2 separate regions of the Callithrix jacchus genome follow, and region 1 is linked to region 2. A link is a contact called in public Hi-C data. All regions are on one chromosome and are shown on one strand. The core of a region is the stretch at or near the end of the contact, and the rest is flanking DNA. Distances in the headings are between cores, read along the strand shown.

Evidence for each region. Hi-C and Micro-C count contacts between places; a contact is called where the count stands out from the background.
Region 1: a Hi-C map of skeletal muscle shows a contact between it and region 2, with 14 times the contacts expected there. The contact joins the promoter of PAX2 here to the enhancer-like site in region 2. A contact is called at or near these places in 2 of 3 Hi-C or Micro-C datasets (induced pluripotent stem cells and skeletal muscle).

The regions. Positions count from the first base shown.
Region 1 is chr12:93,658,293-93,661,163 of calJac240_pri, forward strand. PAX2 (paired box 2) reads left to right here and starts at 1,473. Exons shown (of 11, transcript XM_017979246.4): 1 at 1,473-1,573. The coding sequence starts at 1,531.
Region 2 is chr12:93,478,613-93,481,635 of calJac240_pri, forward strand. No RefSeq gene overlaps it. Among named protein-coding and RNA genes, the nearest start is that of HIF1AN, 28 kb to the left of the region's middle. Within about 2 kb of position 1,264, at least 4 of the 16 cell types and tissues checked have an H3K27ac peak or open chromatin away from gene starts, as enhancers often do.

The DNA.
Region 1 (2,871 bases), core at 223-2,722, 180 kb after region 2:
CTCTCCCACCTTCCGCCGGGTCCCACCCAGGCAGGTGGGTACTCGCCGGAGATCTCCAGCTAGATTCTAAACCAAGCGTCTGGACTGCCCAGACCTGGTGGGCAAGGGGACTGGGGAGGCCCTACGCGCAGTCGCGCGTGGGACGGGAGAGAGAGGACAAGACAGACTGCTGGACACTTTTCCGTGGAATGAGAAGTGGGGGAGGTGCGTGGGTGGGAAGATACCTCCAGAGGGAAAGGCGAAAGGGAAAAACCAGAAAGAGAGGGAGGAAGAGCCGGGAAGGAACGAACGGAAGGGAACTCAGAGTCGAGAATGGTGGGATTGGGGCTAGGAATGCGGACTGGGCCCGGGGCCGCGCGGCCCAGGCGGGCACTGGCCGGTGGATTGCAGGGCTGGGCGAGTTAGAACTGAGAGCCTGGCTTCAGAGCGCAGCGCGCTCCGAGGCCCTCTGTCGTTACCTGAATATTCATTAGACTGGCCGCTCTTTATCCTTATCTAACGTTTATCTTATCAGCGAGTTTCGTTTCTCAGTCTAGTTTTAATCCTGGGCTCCCATTCCCCCTCCCCCGGCCCGCTCCCCTCCCTCCCTCTTCATACGCCCGGTGCTCCCTCCTTCCCTCCCTCCCATTTCCCCCTCCTCTGCCCTCCCCTTGCGGGCACCGGAGTGACAGGCGCGGGGCCCTCCTCGCCGAAGCTCGGGGCTCCGGCGCTGGCGAATCACAGAGTGGTGGAATCTATTGCCTTTGTCTGACAAGTCATCCATCTCCCGGCGCGGGGAGGCGGAGGGGGTCTGGAGGGGGCTTTGCAGCTTTTAGAGAGACACACACCGGGAGCCCAGGCTCCAGTCTCCGGCCGAGTCTTCTCGCAGCCGCAACCCACCTGGGGCCAGCCCTGGGCTGCCAACGCAGCTAGGCTCCCTCCCTCCCTCCCTCCCTCCCGGCCCTTCGGCGGAGGCACCTTGCGCCAGCCTTTTCTGGGGGCGGGGGCCCGGCCCGCGCGCTCCCCTCTCGTAGGCGCCCGCTCGGACATCCCCGGGATTGCTACTTCTCTGCCAACTTCGCCAACTCGCCAGCACTTGGAGAGGCCCGGCTTCCCTTCCGGTGCCCTCGGGCCACCCCCGCCCCGCTCGCTCTCGGACAACCGCCTCTTGGATGACCGGGTTCCAGGGGAGCTGAGCGAGTCACCTCCCCTGCCCGGCTTCAGCCCTGGCTGCAGCCGCCGCAGGAGCCATGCGCCCCCAGTGCCCCCCGGCCCGGCCCACCGCCCCGGGGCCACTCTGCTGACCGCCCGGCCCCGAGTCCCAACGGTGGCAAGTTGCGGCTACTGCAGTTGGAAGCTCCGGCCAGCCCGGAGGAACCCCCACGGGGAGCGCAGCACTGCGCCCCTCGCCCCCGCGCGCCTCGCAGCAGCTGGGCGCTCACTCACCCTCCCTCCCCCACCATCCCTCCCTTTTCTCCTCAAGTCCTGAAGTTGAGTTTGCGAGGCGACACGGCGGCGGCGGCCGCGCTGCTCCCGCTCCTCTGCCTCCCCATGGATATGCACTGCAAAGCAGACCCCTTCTCCGCGATGCACCGTGAGTACCGGCGCCCGGCTCCTGTCCTCGTTCGGGGTTGTCCTTCCCAACCTGGTCCAGTTCCAGCGTGGCCCCGGCCCCCCGCACTCAGGTCCCATCTTGGAGCCACCCTGGCTTCTCCTGGTCCCTCCTTTCGTTCTTCCTCTTTACCTTACCTGGTGTTTCTAATGCCTCCAGCTTCTTTTCCTGCCGTCTGTCACCCATACTTACCTCTCTGCCTGCCTGTTTTCCTACCTTCCCTTGTGCCTATCACTTGCCTTTGCTCCTTCCATCCGCTCCTTCTTAGGTCATGGGATCCACAGCTCCGGAGTCCTGGTTCCAGCAGCTCTCTCCCTAGTCAGCATCTTGCCCTGTGCTGGGGGAAAATTAGCAGGCAGTTTTCAGGGTGTTGTTTTGTTGTGTTTTCTCTTTTCTCTCTCCCTCTCTTCCTCTGATTGCCTCCCTCTCTTTTTTCCCCACATCTTTATCTTTCTCAAACTCAAGAGTTGTGGGGTCCAGGAGACTCCAAGAGTGGTCAGCCTCAGTATCAGGACAATTGGGCAGACGAGCATGGGGGTGGGGTGCCCCCTTCTGACCCTCATCTCTCAGCATCTCCAGGCCCTTCCAGCCCAGCCGAGGCTTCTTGTGGGCTGGTTTGAAATATTTCCTTCCTCTTCCTTTCTTTCCCACCCCACTTCCCTGGGCTTCGCCTTCACTTCACATTGCGAATCTGAGGTTGTCAGGACGCGATGGTCATCTTTCCCAGCCTCTGCCTGGGAGATGCTCTAAAAACAAAGAGGGGTTCCGAGAAGAAATCGAAGTCAGGGAGAGAGCCAGCAGCCCTTCCTTCCAGGTGGGCCCGGCCGAGTGCAGCTCTGCTCTCAGCTCTGGAGGCTCCTCACCTAGCCTCCCACTCCACATTGAGGATCCTGGAGCCAACAACATGGCCAGGGGGTCAGCAAAGAGCAAAAATTGACGGGGAAAGAACAAAAGGAAAGCAAATGCCAAAGCTGGGAGAAAGGAAGAGAAATCCAAACAAGGGAAAGGAAATTTTAAAAAGAAAGTGGAAACAATGTTACAGAAGAAAAAGGAGAAGGGGAGAAAAGAGAGAGTTATTTTAATGAAACTTAAATTTAATTTATACCAGTCTTTAGGTTGAAAAACTGTTCCTAAATTTTTTTTGCAGGCTTTTTAAAAAAGATAAAATTCTAAATAGAAAACTCCCCCCTATCTGCAGATTAATAATTAAGGATCATTTGTAACTTTTCACAAGGAAACTTTAGACCTGGCTTGGACCTGTGCTTAGGACAAGAGAGGCG
Region 2 (3,023 bases), core at 14-2,513:
ACACACAAGGTGATCCTGAAGCTCAGAAATACTACCTCAAGTCATGCAGGAGGGGGTACCATTGGAAATCTGATCCCCTAAAGTTATGAGTAAACAAGTGATGGTGGGGTGTGGAGGGTAGGGTAGAAAGAATGCCCAAGCTTGGTGTGGGGGCCACAGCTTGGGCAAGAGACATTTCTGGCAAAGAAGCTGACAAAGCTTCTCATGTTATCTGTAGTTGTGGCAGAAGCATCTGAATCAAATGGCTAGGAAGCTTGGTGAAGAGCCAGACCCAGTGAGGGTTGATTAATGGATCCACGTCAGCCTAGACTAGAGGGAAGTCTCCAGCAGTATGCCTGAGGGCTCAGTCTGGGCCTGTGTCCTGTCTGACATTTTTATTGACAACTGACCAAAGCAGCAGGCTCATCAAGTTTGCAGGTGATAGAGCTAGGAGGGGCAGTTAATACTTTGCATGAAAGAGTCAGGATTCGAAACGATTTCAACAGGCTGGAACACTGGGCTGGAACCAACAAGATTAAACTTAACAGGGATAAATGTAGAGTCCTGCACTTAGGTTAAAACAAAATCAATGACATAAGTACCGGGTGTGGGGGCTGGCCCAGCTTGACAGCAGTTCATGAAGAAAAGACCTGGGGGGTTTAGTTGACTGCAAGCTCAATATGAGTCAACTGTGTGATGTGACTGCTAAAATCCTAACACAGCCATGAATTGCATTAGCCAAACAGCAGCCAGATCAAGGGAGGTGTTTCTCCACTGCTTTCTGAGATGGTCAGGCCACCTCTGGAGTACCGGGTCTAATTCTGAGGTCTTTTCCCCTGCTAAGGTCAGTGACAAATGAGATTTTTGATAGGAAGCCAGCATGGCAATGGGCCTGAATACTGTCAGAAGCTTGCCAGTGATTCAATGGTGCTGAAATTTCTGGAATGAAGGACAGGAGTCTATTATCTGAACCCAGGCAAAGACTTTTATCTGGAGCATATTTCTAGGATTTAGGGGAAAATTTGGGGTCTGCATTTCTTCCTATGGCTGCCCAGAGGCATTAGCCTCTAACTTTCATCTCTGGCCTTCCTGAAGTCAGACGGTTAGCGATTAGTTAGAAGGGGTCTAGGGTAGAGGTCAGCCTGAGAGGGTGGCTATAAAACGGGGCATTGAGGTGGGAGAGAACTTGGAAATTTGGCCCTCACGCACCATCTTTCCTGTGCCCTCCCCTGGGACGTGTCGTCCCTGCTGCGGCCGCAGCGTGGCGCACTCGCTCCACGCAGGCATCTTGAGCCAATGGCGGGAGCGAAGTGTGCAGCAAGGCCGCAGCTGCGTTTTCCGCACTCCCCACTGCGGGGAGCTCGTGGGCCCTGCTCTGCTGGGGCGCAGCCGGCCCAGGTCTCCTGGGTGGCAAGAAGATGCCAGTGGTGTGGAAGAAGCTAGCCCGCGGCCGAGCACGCGTAGAATCCAGATGTGACTTCTGCTGGGCCCACGTGTTCCGGACTGAGCGACTTGGCATGTGGTCTGTCCGCCCTGGCGCGCAGCCCATGGTTCGGGGTGGGGTGCCGCTCTTCTAACATGAGGGTCTGTGGGGCCATGTTAGAGCCTGGGGCCCCTGACCCTCCACCGACTGGCCGTGGGCTGTCCACAGCCCAGCTCAGCTCTGTCTTGAGTTCTTTTGCTGTTCAAAGCGGAGTGGCGGCCACGCTCGCTCGGGTCGCTGGGATGAGGGGTTGGGCGTCTGACTGGGCCCTGAGTCTGGACCGCAGCAGGCTCGCCAGAGGGGCTGCGGGCGGGGCAGGTTTTGGGCTCCACCCCCAGAATAATTCAGTAGTTCTGGGTGGGGTCCAGGAATTTGTATTTGTAACCAGTTTCCCAGGTGAGTCTGAGGTCCGTGGTCCTCTGACCTCATTTGGAGATGAGGTCCCCTCCTCCAGCCTGGGGTGGGCCTGCTGAGGACACGGGGTTGCTCTTCAGGCAGCTCTGGCCCAGGTGGCGGGAGGAAGTGGCCGGGGCTGGAATCGGGACGCAACCTGGAAGCTCCGGATGGGCGTTGGAGAGCTGGGGCGGGGTGAACCGAGGACAGTCTGGGGGTGTGGGTGCCCCTTAGGAGCGGGGACATGAGGGTGTGGGTGGATGGCGTGTTGAGGGTGAGGGATTGCTGCAGGGAGTGGACTCAGCCTCCTGGGAGGAGTGGGAGAGGGGAAGGAACTGGAGGGATGAGGAGGCCATTGGCGTTTTCTTGGAGGGCTGGAGATGGAGGTTGATTCTGTCCTGATGGGGCAGGAGGATGGGTAATGGAGGCTGCCATGCTCAGTGAAGCCCCATGGGGGCAGCCATGCTTTGTGGTTTGTGGTGAGGCACTGAGCCCCAGGATGCTGACTGTTCCCTTTTTGGAGAAAGAAGGGAGGAGGAGAGCTTGTAGGGAAACGTTTCTGTCTCCATGTCTCCAGGGGGTTTAGGTGGAGAAAGAGAGAGAGAGAGAGAGAGAGAGAGAGAGAGAGAGAGAGAGAGAGAGAGAGAGAACTTTTGTCACAGCTCATGAACATGTGGATGTTTGCTAACCGAAGACACTCTGAAGACCTTCCCAGAGGAACATTCTAGAAAGAACTCTCAAATTCCAAATCCTTGAATAGTGGAGCTGGAAGAGAACTTACATACCATCTGATACTGTCTTTCCCAGTTGCTCTTGGGGGAGCAGACCCCTTAAGTGAAGAAGGCCTAGGCTCGTAACCATCTGAGGATCCCAGCACCTGGTGTGGAGACAGGACTCATGCCTTGCCTAGAGAAGGGGGAGATGCAGCAGAGTCAAGTGGTGGGTGGTGAGCTTTGATGGTGAACGCCTGGGAGATCAGAGGTAGGTAGGAGCCTACAAAAGAAGGCCCCTTGAAGGAGGGCAGCTAGAGCTGCATCTTCAAATGGGGAACATTTATCTTTTTTTCCCCCCCGATTATGAATTTATGAAAAATGAAGAAAAAAATATATTGGGGCTGGTGCAGTGGGCTGGAATCCTAGCACTTTGGGAGGCCAAGGCAGGTGGATCA